2 separate regions of the Bos taurus genome follow, and region 1 is linked to region 2. A link is a contact called in public Hi-C data. All regions are on one chromosome and are shown on one strand. The core of a region is the stretch at or near the end of the contact, and the rest is flanking DNA. Distances in the headings are between cores, read along the strand shown.

What was found. A called contact is a pair of places that touch in the nucleus more often than the background predicts.
Region 1: a Hi-C map of skeletal muscle shows a contact between it and region 2, with 4 times the contacts expected there. The contact joins the promoter of UBL3 here to the enhancer-like site in region 2. A contact is called at or near these places in 2 of 11 Hi-C or Micro-C datasets (skeletal muscle and an unstated tissue).

The regions. Positions count from the first base shown.
Region 1 is chr12:30,801,810-30,807,853 of ARS-UCD2.0, reverse strand. UBL3 (ubiquitin like 3) reads right to left here and starts at 2,536. Exons shown (of 5, transcript NM_001038144.2): 1 at 1,414-2,536. The coding sequence starts at 1,440.
Region 2 is chr12:30,730,894-30,736,869 of ARS-UCD2.0, reverse strand. No RefSeq gene overlaps it. Among named protein-coding and RNA genes, the nearest start is that of UBL3, 71 kb to the left of the region's middle. Within about 2 kb of position 1,814, at least 44 of the 102 cell types and tissues checked have an H3K27ac peak or open chromatin away from gene starts, as enhancers often do. A contact at or near this core is called in skeletal muscle, where this site is marked.

The sequences.
Region 1 (6,044 bases), core at 1,287-3,786, 70 kb before region 2:
TTTGCTGGAGGGTACGAGCCCACAGAGTATCCATCGGGGAAAGTGGGTTTTCCTGCTCCGTCCAGAGACCTATCTAGGCAACTTCACCAACAGGGTGAAGGAAATCCAGTCTGGTTAGGCTTAAGCCGGCAGGAGACTATGCTCCAGTGTGCACCCCAGGAGGGAAAGGAAAACTAAAAGGACAATGCTCGAGTTTTAAGACTCAGGAAGGAGAGTGTTGGGTTGCTCTGTGGCCACCCAAGAGACAGAACACTGTGGTTCCTTTGCATTTAAACAGCACACTGAAAGGGAAATCAAACACAAGCAAAATGTCTTTAAACCAAGGTCAAAATATGCCATTTAGAGCCATTTAATTTAATTTTACAGCCCGTAAATGGGGTTCACTCTAACTGAAGCGTCTGACATTTTAAAATTTAATCCTCAGCAAAGTTCAATTTTGTTTTTTTCACCGAAATATACAAACACTCAAATGTTAACTTCGAATATATGAGCATAACTATGTTAACTTCAATTCTTTCATAAAGGAGATTATTCCCCTTCCTGTTAATTGCATTACGTTTGTCCCCAAGACAGACAGCAAAGAGTAATTTCACCTCACACAAACCCACCTTCCCAGCGCTGTAAGCCTACACAGTTCCTGTTAGTCAACAGTCTCATAAGCTTAACCTACTTTATGAACAAAAAGAAAAGCGTCAATAAACAAGAGTACTTTGGTTTCCAGTTCTTAACATTCCAGGATCAAGGTTCAATCAATAATGTGTTTTATTAGCCTTTAAAAGTCCAGTGATGTCATACTACTAAATATTTGGTACTAAAAGTCCTGGAATATTCATTAAAAGTACCAAAATACAGTCAGCCTGGATTTGTGAACATTCCAAAACGTCTATTTCTGTGCCGTGCTTGTTCTCCCAAACGTTTCGAAAAGCTCACAGCAAATCCTGGCCGAGATAAGACGTCCCCACTTCTTGGAAATATCCGGCTTGCACCTACTGCATTCATGACCAGTGTCACAGGGCAAGATTCCCGATTTCATGCCCACCTCTGTATCTAGCAGGGACACCCGGCCTCAGCTCTGCCGTTTTCAGAAGCTTTCAGACACAAGTGTTCAGAGGCTTCTAGCAAAGCGGAAGAGATTTTTCTCCACTTCAAGGCACCTTGCTACATGTTCCCAACTTCTCCATTGTCTTTAACCATTTAGAAAACGCAACCAAGTGAGAAGATCCGTATTCAACGCAGCGCTTTCAACGAGAGCGACACCAGACCCTCCAACTTCTTCCACAATCTCCCGGGACCGTGGCTTCCCCACCCCCACCCCGCAAACCTTCACCCTACGCCTGCATCCTTTCTGATTAAACGAGATTGGAAACCACAATTAAATCAAAGGCTGTCGTTAACTCTTAATCCTTCACTTACCATATCCGCCGGGACATTACTGGACATCTTGCCGTTTGACATATACCCAGATGTTTACGCAAAGAAAAAAAAATTTTTTAAGACAACAAATTAAAAAGAGTCTTCTGTTAGTCTTCAAGCTAACAGAAATCAATCTTCAAGATCTTGATTGGTTCGAGATGTGCTCTCCAAAAATAATTTTTTAAAATAAAATAAGTTCTTTCCGAGCCGAAGTGCCGGCCTGGCCGGGCGCAGAGGAACAATCGCCGGCAGAGCTGTAGCCGGAGCGGAGCAACTCCCGGGTCGCCGAAGTCAGCAGCAGCGGCAGCAGCAGCCCCAGGACCGGCCGCGCCAGGTGGACCGAGCCGAGTGACACACGGACATGGAGCGGGGTGGGAGGGGGTTAAATCGCCTTCCTCCTTTCCCAGCCCCGCCGTGATTCACACTCGCTCCCGAGTCGAGTCCTCATGAAGCGGGAGGATGACCAGGCGCCGCGGCACACAGAGAACTTATGTGGCTACACATGGACTCGTCCCCGGCGGCCGGAGCGGGCAAACGGCTCTCAACTCGCGCGGCCGGGGCCGCGGAAACCCGCGCTCAAGGGCATTTAACTCGTTGGCAGCCGAAGTGCTAGCCCGGGCCGGAGAGCCCGGGCGGGGAGCGGTGGCGGGGGTGAGCGCGGGGCGCTCGGCCGGCCAGGAGCGAGACCCCCACGGCCCGTTGGGGCTCAGGCCGCGGGCGCCTCCGGGCAGCCGCGGGGCTCGGGGCGCATCGTCTCCGGCTTCCCAGCGCTCCTCTCCCGCCTCCTCCGCCTGTGCCTCCCCCCCACCGTCTCCGCCTTCCGCTCCCCTCCCCGGCCTCGCGAGCTCCCCGCGACGCCGACTTCGGCCGGACCCCGGAAGAGGCCGGGTCCTTCCTCTCCTCAGCCCGGGAACCGTTTCCTCTCAGAGCTCCGTCTCTCTGCCTCCTCCTCCTCCACTTTTCAGTCCCCGACGCCGCAGCCGCCTCCTGTCATCACCCCTCAAGCCAACATGGCGGCAGCGGCGGCAGCTGCCGGAGCGCGAGCCGGGGACCCGCGGAGAGCACGGTCCCCCCCCGCCCCGCCTTCCTCGCAACCACCGCCTCCGCCTTCCTGCCCCCCCCCCGCCCCCAGTTTTCCGCGAACACCGAGTGCGTCACTACGGAGACCACCCTGGAGCATCACGGGAAATGTAGTCTATGTGGTGGGGGTGGGGGTGGGGAACGGGACACCAAACGCGTTCTAGTCGGACTCCGAGGCCACGCCCCTCTTAGCAACAGTTGCTAGGAGAGGAAAACTCGCTTTAGCCGGACGACTGCCCAGGAGTTTAGGGAGATACCTGCTGCCAGGAGGGCTGTGATACTGAGAATTATTGGGGGTGGGGGATGGAAAATGATTCTGCACAGAGAAATTCCCTCATGCACAAAATACTCTCAGACTTAAAACATGGTTTACCTCCAAGCAGAATCACTCATTTTAATGACAGCGCGCTCTCCACATCCTGCAATCTCAAAGCATTTCGTATAGTGATTTCATCTAGGTCTCTCCTCAACAATACATTTGGAGGATCAGAAGCAATCATTGATTTCCAATACGGTCATAGAAGTTCAGCAAGAGTAAGGATGTCATTAAGCAGGGAGAATGTTTGAACATGTGTTTCTTGACGACCCAGGGCCATAAAACTACAATCCAGTTAATTGAAATTACCCAAAACTACATTCAAGACAATAGTGTATGAACCAAAAACTGTGTTAGACACAATAGTGTATGATGCAAAATCTCTGTCAGGAAACAGCTACGTACTCCAAACCACATGGGGTTACACAAGTTTACCAGGCTAGCCCTGAAATCCCACTTAACTCAAAATGTGATTGAAAACTTATACACCAGCAGTGATTAGCAAACAACAGAAAATAATACCATCGGTGAGAAACTTAGATGAAGAATATGTCTTCCCCAGATTTAGGAACAAAATGCAGAGACCGCAAATGTCTATCTGACTCATATCTCTCTTAGTGCTTCGAGTGTTTTAGGAAAGGCCATCTCAATATACCTATATAAAAATGCCAACAGACTTAAGAGTCTGAAAGCCACCTCTCCAACCTCCAGTTCTGTGACCTCATCTGTGAAACAGTCTTGCCTACCTTCCAGGGGTCAAGTAGGGGCAGTTGTGAGGATGAGTCCATGCATGGGAAATAAATCACTTTGTAAATAATATGCATCGTTTGATGTGAAATGTTACTACTTATTCATTCAGCAAACCCTCCAGGTCCTTGGCGAGGTACCGGAAGTTTAAAAGATGACTAATTCAGGCAGTGTCCTCCATTGGCTAGGAGCCTGTGTCATTCCCCCAGCAATCTCTCCAGTCAGGTGTGTCTATCATGATGGAAACTCTCAGGAAGTTTAGAGTACCTACCTCTCGAATAGATTGGCTGGAGAAATTCCAAACACTCCTGGGGGTGTACATCATCCTGGGGTGAGTTAGGGTGGTAACCAGGGAGGAGGAGGGTAGGTCAAATTCTCAGAAAGACCAAAGGACAGGAGACAAAAGAGACCCAAACCTTGCCTGGAGTAGGTTTCAGGACTTGATCTAGATATGTCTAAGTCTGTAGCTGCGTGAATCTCCCTGGCCTCATTCCCCATGTGTAGCAACCTCAGCACCCTCTCCACCAGCCCTCCAGGAAATAAGGACTGCCGAAGATGCTTCAAGGAGCTCACCAAGTTCGTCCTCCACCCCACTCCAAATCCCAACTTTTGTCCACCTGCTGCCCTGCCCAAGGCTCTGCTGAGTCTGAAAGTCATTGAAAGACAAGAAAGACAAGAGAGCAGGACGTATAACCCACTTCCTCTGCTCTTTCCCAATAATCATACAATGACAAGAGAAGTAATGACCTCCACCGCCAGCCCAAAACCTTGGCATCTCTGACACGTGGTGCTCTGTTTGCTGCCACAGCAAAACGCAACATCTTTCAAAAGTAAAGTCCCCGCACCTGGCTGTGTTTCTAATCATTCTTCTAAGAGGCTGCGACATTATTCTCCATACAATTCATTATAGCTCTTTCCTAATAGTGTTAAGGCATAAGGAAGCATGACCGGACACCACTGCAGATTTTTGTACTCTCCTGTCTTTACTCTGTACTTCCCGATTCAGGTGGGTAAGATGAGAGGCTGGAGAAAGAGTCCCTGGGTCCACAGTGAAAAAGGGTAGCATCTTTTTGATACCTTCAATCCACTGTCAGCAACAATCTAAAGGAAGTGAATGACACAGCATTTTTGTATTGAGAAAAGCAACTCCATGGGAAATCAGAAGCCTTGCCTCTGCCCAATAATTTGCTGTGTGACCTTTGCTAAGATGCTTTGCTTCTCTGAGCCTCAATTTCTTCATCTGCAGAGATTGGACTAAAAGTCTTTAAGCTGCTTCTAAGAGTCTGTGAAGTCAAGTTCCAGAAGAATAACACATGACACCCATGATCTGTTAAAAATATCTCTCCCAAGTGACTGCTCACATGTATAAGGGTTTTTTTTTTTTGGAGGTGGGGTGCGGTGGGGTGGAGCCAGGTGTGATGGAAATATTCTAAGATTAGATTATGGCAATGGCTGCATAACTCTAGAGTAAATACACTATAAACCATTGGATTTCATACTTTATGTGGATGAATTTATTTTTTATTTTTAAAATTATAGTTAAATATACATAATATAAAATTTACCATCTTAACCTTTTTGGGGCACACAATTCAGTATTAACATTCACTTTGTTGTACTACCGTCATTACCATCCATCCACAGAACTCTTTCATCTTATGAGACTGAAACTCCAAATCAGTTAACAACCTCCCATTCCCCTTCCCTCCAGCCATTGGCAACCACCAGCCCCTTTGCCACCTCCATCCAATGTTAGCCAAGGCTGACCTGGTCTTCTTTAGTTCCAGTGTAAGAGTCAGTTTGAGATTTTACTTTGTAGAAGTATACTACGTTTCTTTCTCACCAGAAAACGTATATGAAGCCCCCTAATGCCAATGTGAAAACTATCATAGAAGTGTCCTCAATAAATGTTAATTTCCTACCGTAATAAAAGATCAAGGACTTTTTCTCTGAAACAGGAGATAATTTGATAGTTACTGGTCTAGTAAAGGACTTTCCCTTTAAGTCATATATATATATATATATATATATATATATATATATAATTGGCTATGCCAGGTCTTAGTGGCAGCACAGAGGATCTGGTTCCCTGACCAGGGATCAAACCCAGGTCCTCTGCACTGGGAGCACGGAGTCTTAGCCACTGGACCAAGAGGGAAGTCCCCCGACCTTTAGTCTTTACTCTTTCCAGAACAGAATGAATGTACTATGTGTTTGTTGATTTAAGAATTGTGCTGTGAATGCCTTTTTGGGGATGTGAAAAAAATAATTACATTGTCTAAGGCAAGGGAACAGGCAGACACGTGCCGGGCCTGTTTTCGCTCCTGAGGAGCTCCCTTACACATGAGTCGCAATTATGTCTAGCCCTTTAACCTTACACTCCCCTAACCAGACATTCTCAACCCTGTTCCTATAAAAATTACTAGGAGCCATTTAAAAAGATGGATGCCCCACCCCTACCCCAGCACAAGTAAGTCAGACTCTCCTG
Region 2 (5,976 bases), core at 565-3,064:
CAAGGTAATTAAGACATATGGGCTTCCCTGAAGGGGCTCAGTGGGCAAAGAATCCACCTGCAATGCAGGAGATACAGAAGACCTGGGTTTGACCCCTGGGTCAGGAAGCTCTCCTGGAGGAGGAAATGGCAACCCACTCCAGTATTCTTGGCCTGGATAGAGCAGTATTCTCCCATGGACAGAGGCTGGCAGGCTATAGTCCATGGGGTCCCAAAGAGTCAGACGTGACTGAGCATGCACGTGCGCGCATACACACACACACACACAGTGATACATGAGAGAGGAGGAGGGAAACACGAAAACCTTCCAACCCTCCAGCTCCCATTTTCCCTCTTGAGCTTGTTATGAGCGATGGGCTCTGTCCCAGCAGCCAGGAGTGGGCAGGGCCTCAGAGAGGGCATAGGAGGCCACGGTCTGCCCGCTTGTGCCCCGTGAGCAGACGCTGCTGGACAATTGGGCTATTGTAGCAATAAGCAGAGAGTAATTACTGATAGAGAGATGCAGATTCCTGTTTCTTGCCCTCTAGCCTTTTAAAAACCCCTTGTTCAGTAATTAAATGTATAAACCTTGTAGTTCTCACTGGGCATTGGATTTCAACAGGAATTTGGCCAAAATCAGGACTGGAGAATCGGCCCCGCCGTGACCAACCTTGGAATGCTTAGTCAGCCTGGTCCTGCTGACTCAATCCTCTCTTTGAACTGCAGGACTTATGTAACTTTAGTCTGAGAGTCCAGCCCAGGAGTTCTATTGCCAAGACTGAGAAGAGGGGAAAAAAAAGTTGATTAAATTCAAGACATGGCAGATAATGCCAAAAGACAGAGGAAATGTGATCTCCGAGGAGAGAGAGAAACGTGTGTGTTTTGGAGATAGGAGTGTCGGGGAAATGGACGCTGAGGGTCAGATGACTTCTGCAAAGCAACTGCTCTGAGGAATTTATACTGGTCCCCTGGTACCACTAGGGGTAGTTCTGGATGGTGCCTGGTGGTTGCTGATGTTTTGCCAATGGACCCAGAATGTGACTTGAAAACCTGCGTGAAAGACCCATGAACTGTTCAGGTGCTTCTGAAGACAGGCCCCATTCTGGGGCTTAGGTAGAGGACACAGCACCCCACCTCCACCCCCAAGAAGACCCACACACCAGATCACACATGGAGCTGATACCACAAGCCCCAAATGCCCTGGGCCTTAGTCCAGACATCTTTAAGTTGGATGGGACCTTGGACATAATTTTTTACAGGTTGGGAAAGTAACACCTGCAGAGGTGAAGTAAATTACCCAGATCACATATCTACTTGTGGCAGAGACGGGACCACAGCCTGAAATTGCCAGCAACCCTGAACCTGCTCACTCTGGTGCCGAGCTGGGTGATAGGCACAGGGGGCTAGAGAAAGAAACAGCTCCTGGGCCAGGCACCCCCTCCCTGGATCTTGTATTCTGAGAGGACACTTGTGAAAATTCTGTCTGGGCGCTAACTGCACAAACAAAACAGAAGAGCAAGTGGAGGAGACGCAGGGAACCAGCCAGGAAGGACATGCTTAAAGCATGAAGTCACCAGCTGCGAGGGCAAACCACCCATGGAAAGAAGGTTCTTGTGCTGAGCGCCTCCAACAAGGCTCTCCGAGGCTTCGAGGGGCAGCAGAGAAAATGCGAAGAATCTACAAAATGTTCTGCAGCTCTGCTCAGCTCTTGAAACTCAAATATTTGTTTTCTATCAGGAAGTGGCTCAGAGCACGGGCACAGTCTCACGGAGTGCGTGATCCGAGAACCAGCCAAGCGCCCCAGCGGGATTCAGGATGTCTTAGCCACGCCTCCAGTGAACACCTTTCAACAACAACAGCACCTGAGTCAGAGCTAAAGCCCTTCCTGGGCTTAGCCCGACCCTCCTGTTCACTCCCTTTGCCTCCAAAGCCCAGAGCGGTCCAGCGCCCCCTGCTGGTGACCTATCTTGCTGCTGGGTTTAGGAGCTAGACTCCCTTTCCCAGCAGTGAGTCCAAGACTTTCCGTTCCCTATTTTATAAGACGCTTCTCTCTGCTTAAAATGCCCAGTGCCTGGTGATGCCGTGTCTTTTGTGCTTAAAGGGAGAAAGAAATTAATTTGGGAGTAGTTGGGGGTGGATGCCCACATCCTTCCCTCGCATCCTGGATGTCACTGGGAAGGATGAATTCCTGGCTGGAGGCAAGTGAGCTCCACGCCATCACCTCTGAGCACATTAGAGCCTTGAGCCAGTATGCTCCCCATGCAGCTAAGACTTGGGCAGGTTTGCCAGCTGTCTCATCAGATGGAATGCAGACAAACAGAGAAGGGTGAGCCTGGCTTGCTCCTGACGCTCCCTCTCGGCTGTTCCAGGGGAGAACTCAGGGCCAGTGAGGGCTGCCCTCCACCCAGCAGGGCTCCCTGATGGTGCCTGTCTTCAGGGAAGAAGAACCTCGAGGCCCCTGAACTCCCCCCAGGCCACTCCTTTAAGCCTATAATTCCTGCTGTGCTGCGCATGCGTGCGTCCTTAGTCGTGTCCAACTCTTTGTGACCCCATGGGCTGTAGCCCGCCAGGCTCCTCTGCCCATGGGATTTCCCAGACAAGAATACCGGGGTGGGTTGCCATTTCCTCCTCCAGGGGATCTTCCTGACCCAGGGACTGAACCCGAATCTCCTGCGTCTCCTGCTTGGCAGGCAGATTCTTTACCACTGAGCCACCTGGGAAGCTGGAATTCCTGCTGCAGGAGGGAAAAAAGAAAAAAAGAAAAAAAAAAAGGCTTTAACTTCACATTTGAAAAATAAGACTTAAAGGTCCATACCCCTTTGATGAAAAAAACTTCAAGCCCATCCAAATTGGAAGTCACTGATTTAAAATCTTTTTTTAAACTCAGATTGATAAGGAAAAAAGAAGTATATAAGAGCTGGACATAAACTCTGGCTATTTCATAATTTTGCCCAGGGCTTACCCTTTTTGCCTTGAAAAAAAATCTATTCGCCACATGGACGGGGGCGGAGGGGTGGGTGTAGATTTTCCCCTCTTCTATCTGGATTGTCTGTCATCTTCCTCAGCTATGCCACGTGACTTTCTCAAAACTACCGCTGAGTTGTCTATGAGCTCAGCTTTGCAGTGGGCACTTCTTATACTGAGCAAATACTGATGAGCTTTAAGGCAGCCCCTCATCTGTGAGCCAGTGGAGATCTAGCAGTCAAGTCCAGTGTTCTCCTTTTACAGACAAAGAAGTCAGCGCTGCTGGGGTGAGAGGCTGGCAGTACTCAGACCTCAGTCGGTTTTGCTTGGGGATCTCATCCGGGTTTCACAACTCCTTTTCTGATTCTCCAGAAGCCAGTGACAAGACAGCACCTCTAAACTCTGCTTTGTCTCAGGGTTCTTAGACAGGACTAGTCAACAGGCTTCCTTTCAAGCTTTCTGTCCAATGGAAACCCTGCTTGACTAATTCAGAACCACTTCTCTGGAAATCTTGAATCTTTGGCACTAATTCAACATAGAGAATTATGTTGAATAATTATTATTATTTTCCCCTCCATAAAGCAGGAGAACTGAAGTGATATAGGTGAGTCACACAGTGATACTCGACGAAGGCAACCTTCTATCACGACCGGAGAATGAAGACCCGGCACGGCAGGTTTACACTGATATCTAATTCCTGTCCTTGGGTTCTGCCTGCAGAGAGAGGCCTTGGCACAAGGCGTTGTTTATGCTCTAGCTTCGTGTACGGGGTAGGATGGGGAGGAGGGACGTGGGTTCTGTTTTAGAAAGTGTGTGTTAGGTTGGTGGATGATCTGGAGGAGGGGACTAGAGGGAAAAAGTGTGTACACACGCACACACATGCACGCACGCCTGTGGTTGCCACGGGCCTGATGTTTGTTCCCACTGGCTAGCTCAGCAGAAAATTTGGCTGAGTTGCAAGACTTACGTTTTGAAGGCGGGCATGATAAAGAGTAAATACATTTTTCAGGTTCGGGAACACGCCAGCCTGGAAGAGCCAAGGGAAGAGGGAGAAAAGATTTCTTTTTTTTTTTTTTCTCCAATAATAACTTTTAAAGTCAGAGCTGAAGCTCACCTGTGAACCCTGGTGATGCTGACTTACCCTGATGGTTCTCAACGCCCAGTGGCCAAGATAGAGGTGGCTCCATCCCTGGAGACACACCCTCAGCTGGTAGCTGTGCTGTCGCTTTTTGTTTTCAACACGTGCTCCGAATACCCTAGGACTGACCAAGCAGGATTGGATTGAGAGCAAAAATCTCTAATCTGACAGTCACCGTGATATCAGGAACATTTAGAAAAGCCACAGCTCAGGACTGGTTCGTGACTTGATGGAATAATTGTGCTTGCTTCAGATGATAAGTAATCGGTAGGTGGCAGCTGTGGGTGAGGGGAATAATTCAGGAGCTAACCAGGGATCCTCAGATCTGGAAGAAGGAAGAAGCAAAGTCAAGGTTTTCTTCAATGTTTTCACAGTTTCTTTAGATTTTAATGCAGCTTAAATCCCCAGAGTGTAACCAAGGACGCTGCCATAGGAAATACATTAATTCGATATTGGCCAATTTAAATAGAATGACGGAATGGATTCACAAGCTGAAGAACCACAGATGGAATCAGATTTGATTATTTCTGACTAAAGAAAAGAAAAGAAATTTTGAGAGAATAATAACATGGTCTGATTGTGAAATTAGAGCTGTATCAATCAAATAGGTATTGAAAGACTTAGAGAAAGGTGGTGCTTTTTAGAAACAGACTTCTAGGACCCCTGGGCCATATTTTAAAGCCCCCAGGCTTGATTCAGTGTTGTCAATGGGTTTAAAGAACTTCTTTTTTAAAATTCTTAAAACAACATTAAATCTTTTGACCTGTTTTTGGTAAGACGCCATGGTGACTTGGTAGGAAAAAGAGAAGGGGTGATCACAACATCAGACCAAATTGTCACTGTTGAGTTGAATTTTGAACTTCCAGCTCAGAACAGGTCTGAATTTGCTTTGCCCCTTCCCCAGGCTCCAAACAGGGGGGACTCCTCCTTGGGGGTGGGTTCACAGAGATTAGAGATATTTGTTACCTCAAGTTCCTTCAGGTTGGGCTACTCTTTAGAAAAGGTCTCATTTAGTGTAATCCCTATAAAATAATCACCATTTGGTTATTAAACTCATTTTCTTTTGGCCAGATGCCCCCCCAGTGCTTCAACATCACAACTAGATTGAAAAACGAGAATGTGGAGAAGGAATCAGTGCCTAATATTTCTACACTTTTATGGATTTTTCTCCTTCAACAATTGGACTTCCTTGGGAGTCCAGTGGTTAAGACCCCACACTTCCATTGAAGGAGACGTAAGTTCAGTTCCTGGTCAGGGAACTAAAATCCTCAGTGGTGGTCAAAAGAAACCCAAAAAGATTCTGATTCATACCAATAGGTCATTCTCTGGGATTACATCTAAAATAATAAACAATGTTTATTTTTAAAAAAAGAGTTAAGAATATTGTCTACCTGCCTGGGAAATGGGGTTGTGTTGAGAATCAGCTTATGGTGAAAAGTGGTGAACATTGTCATCAACCCTGTGTCACGGGTGCAGAAGCCCAGACCTGACCATAGGAACTCAAATAAAGAGCCTAGCAAACAATGGACCCTGAACGCATGAGGTGGGCAGGGAAATAAGAATCAGATGTTTAGGAAAACCATCTAGATTTTACCCTTATTTTTTTTAGGTATTCAATCCAGTCTATCAAAAAGGAGCCATGCAAATAAATTTTTTTTCCATAAAGAATTTGATTAGAGATGCATGTTAGTAGCTCAGTCGTGTCGACTCTTTGCAACACCATGGACTGTAGCCTGCCAGGCTCCTCTGCCCCTGGGATTCTCCAGGCAAGAATATTGGAGTGGGCTGCCATTTCCTTCTTCAGGGAATCTTCCTGACCCAGGGGTTGAACCTAGGTCTCCTGATTGGCAGGCGGATTCTTTACCACTGAGCCACCTGGAAAGCCCTGATTGAGAT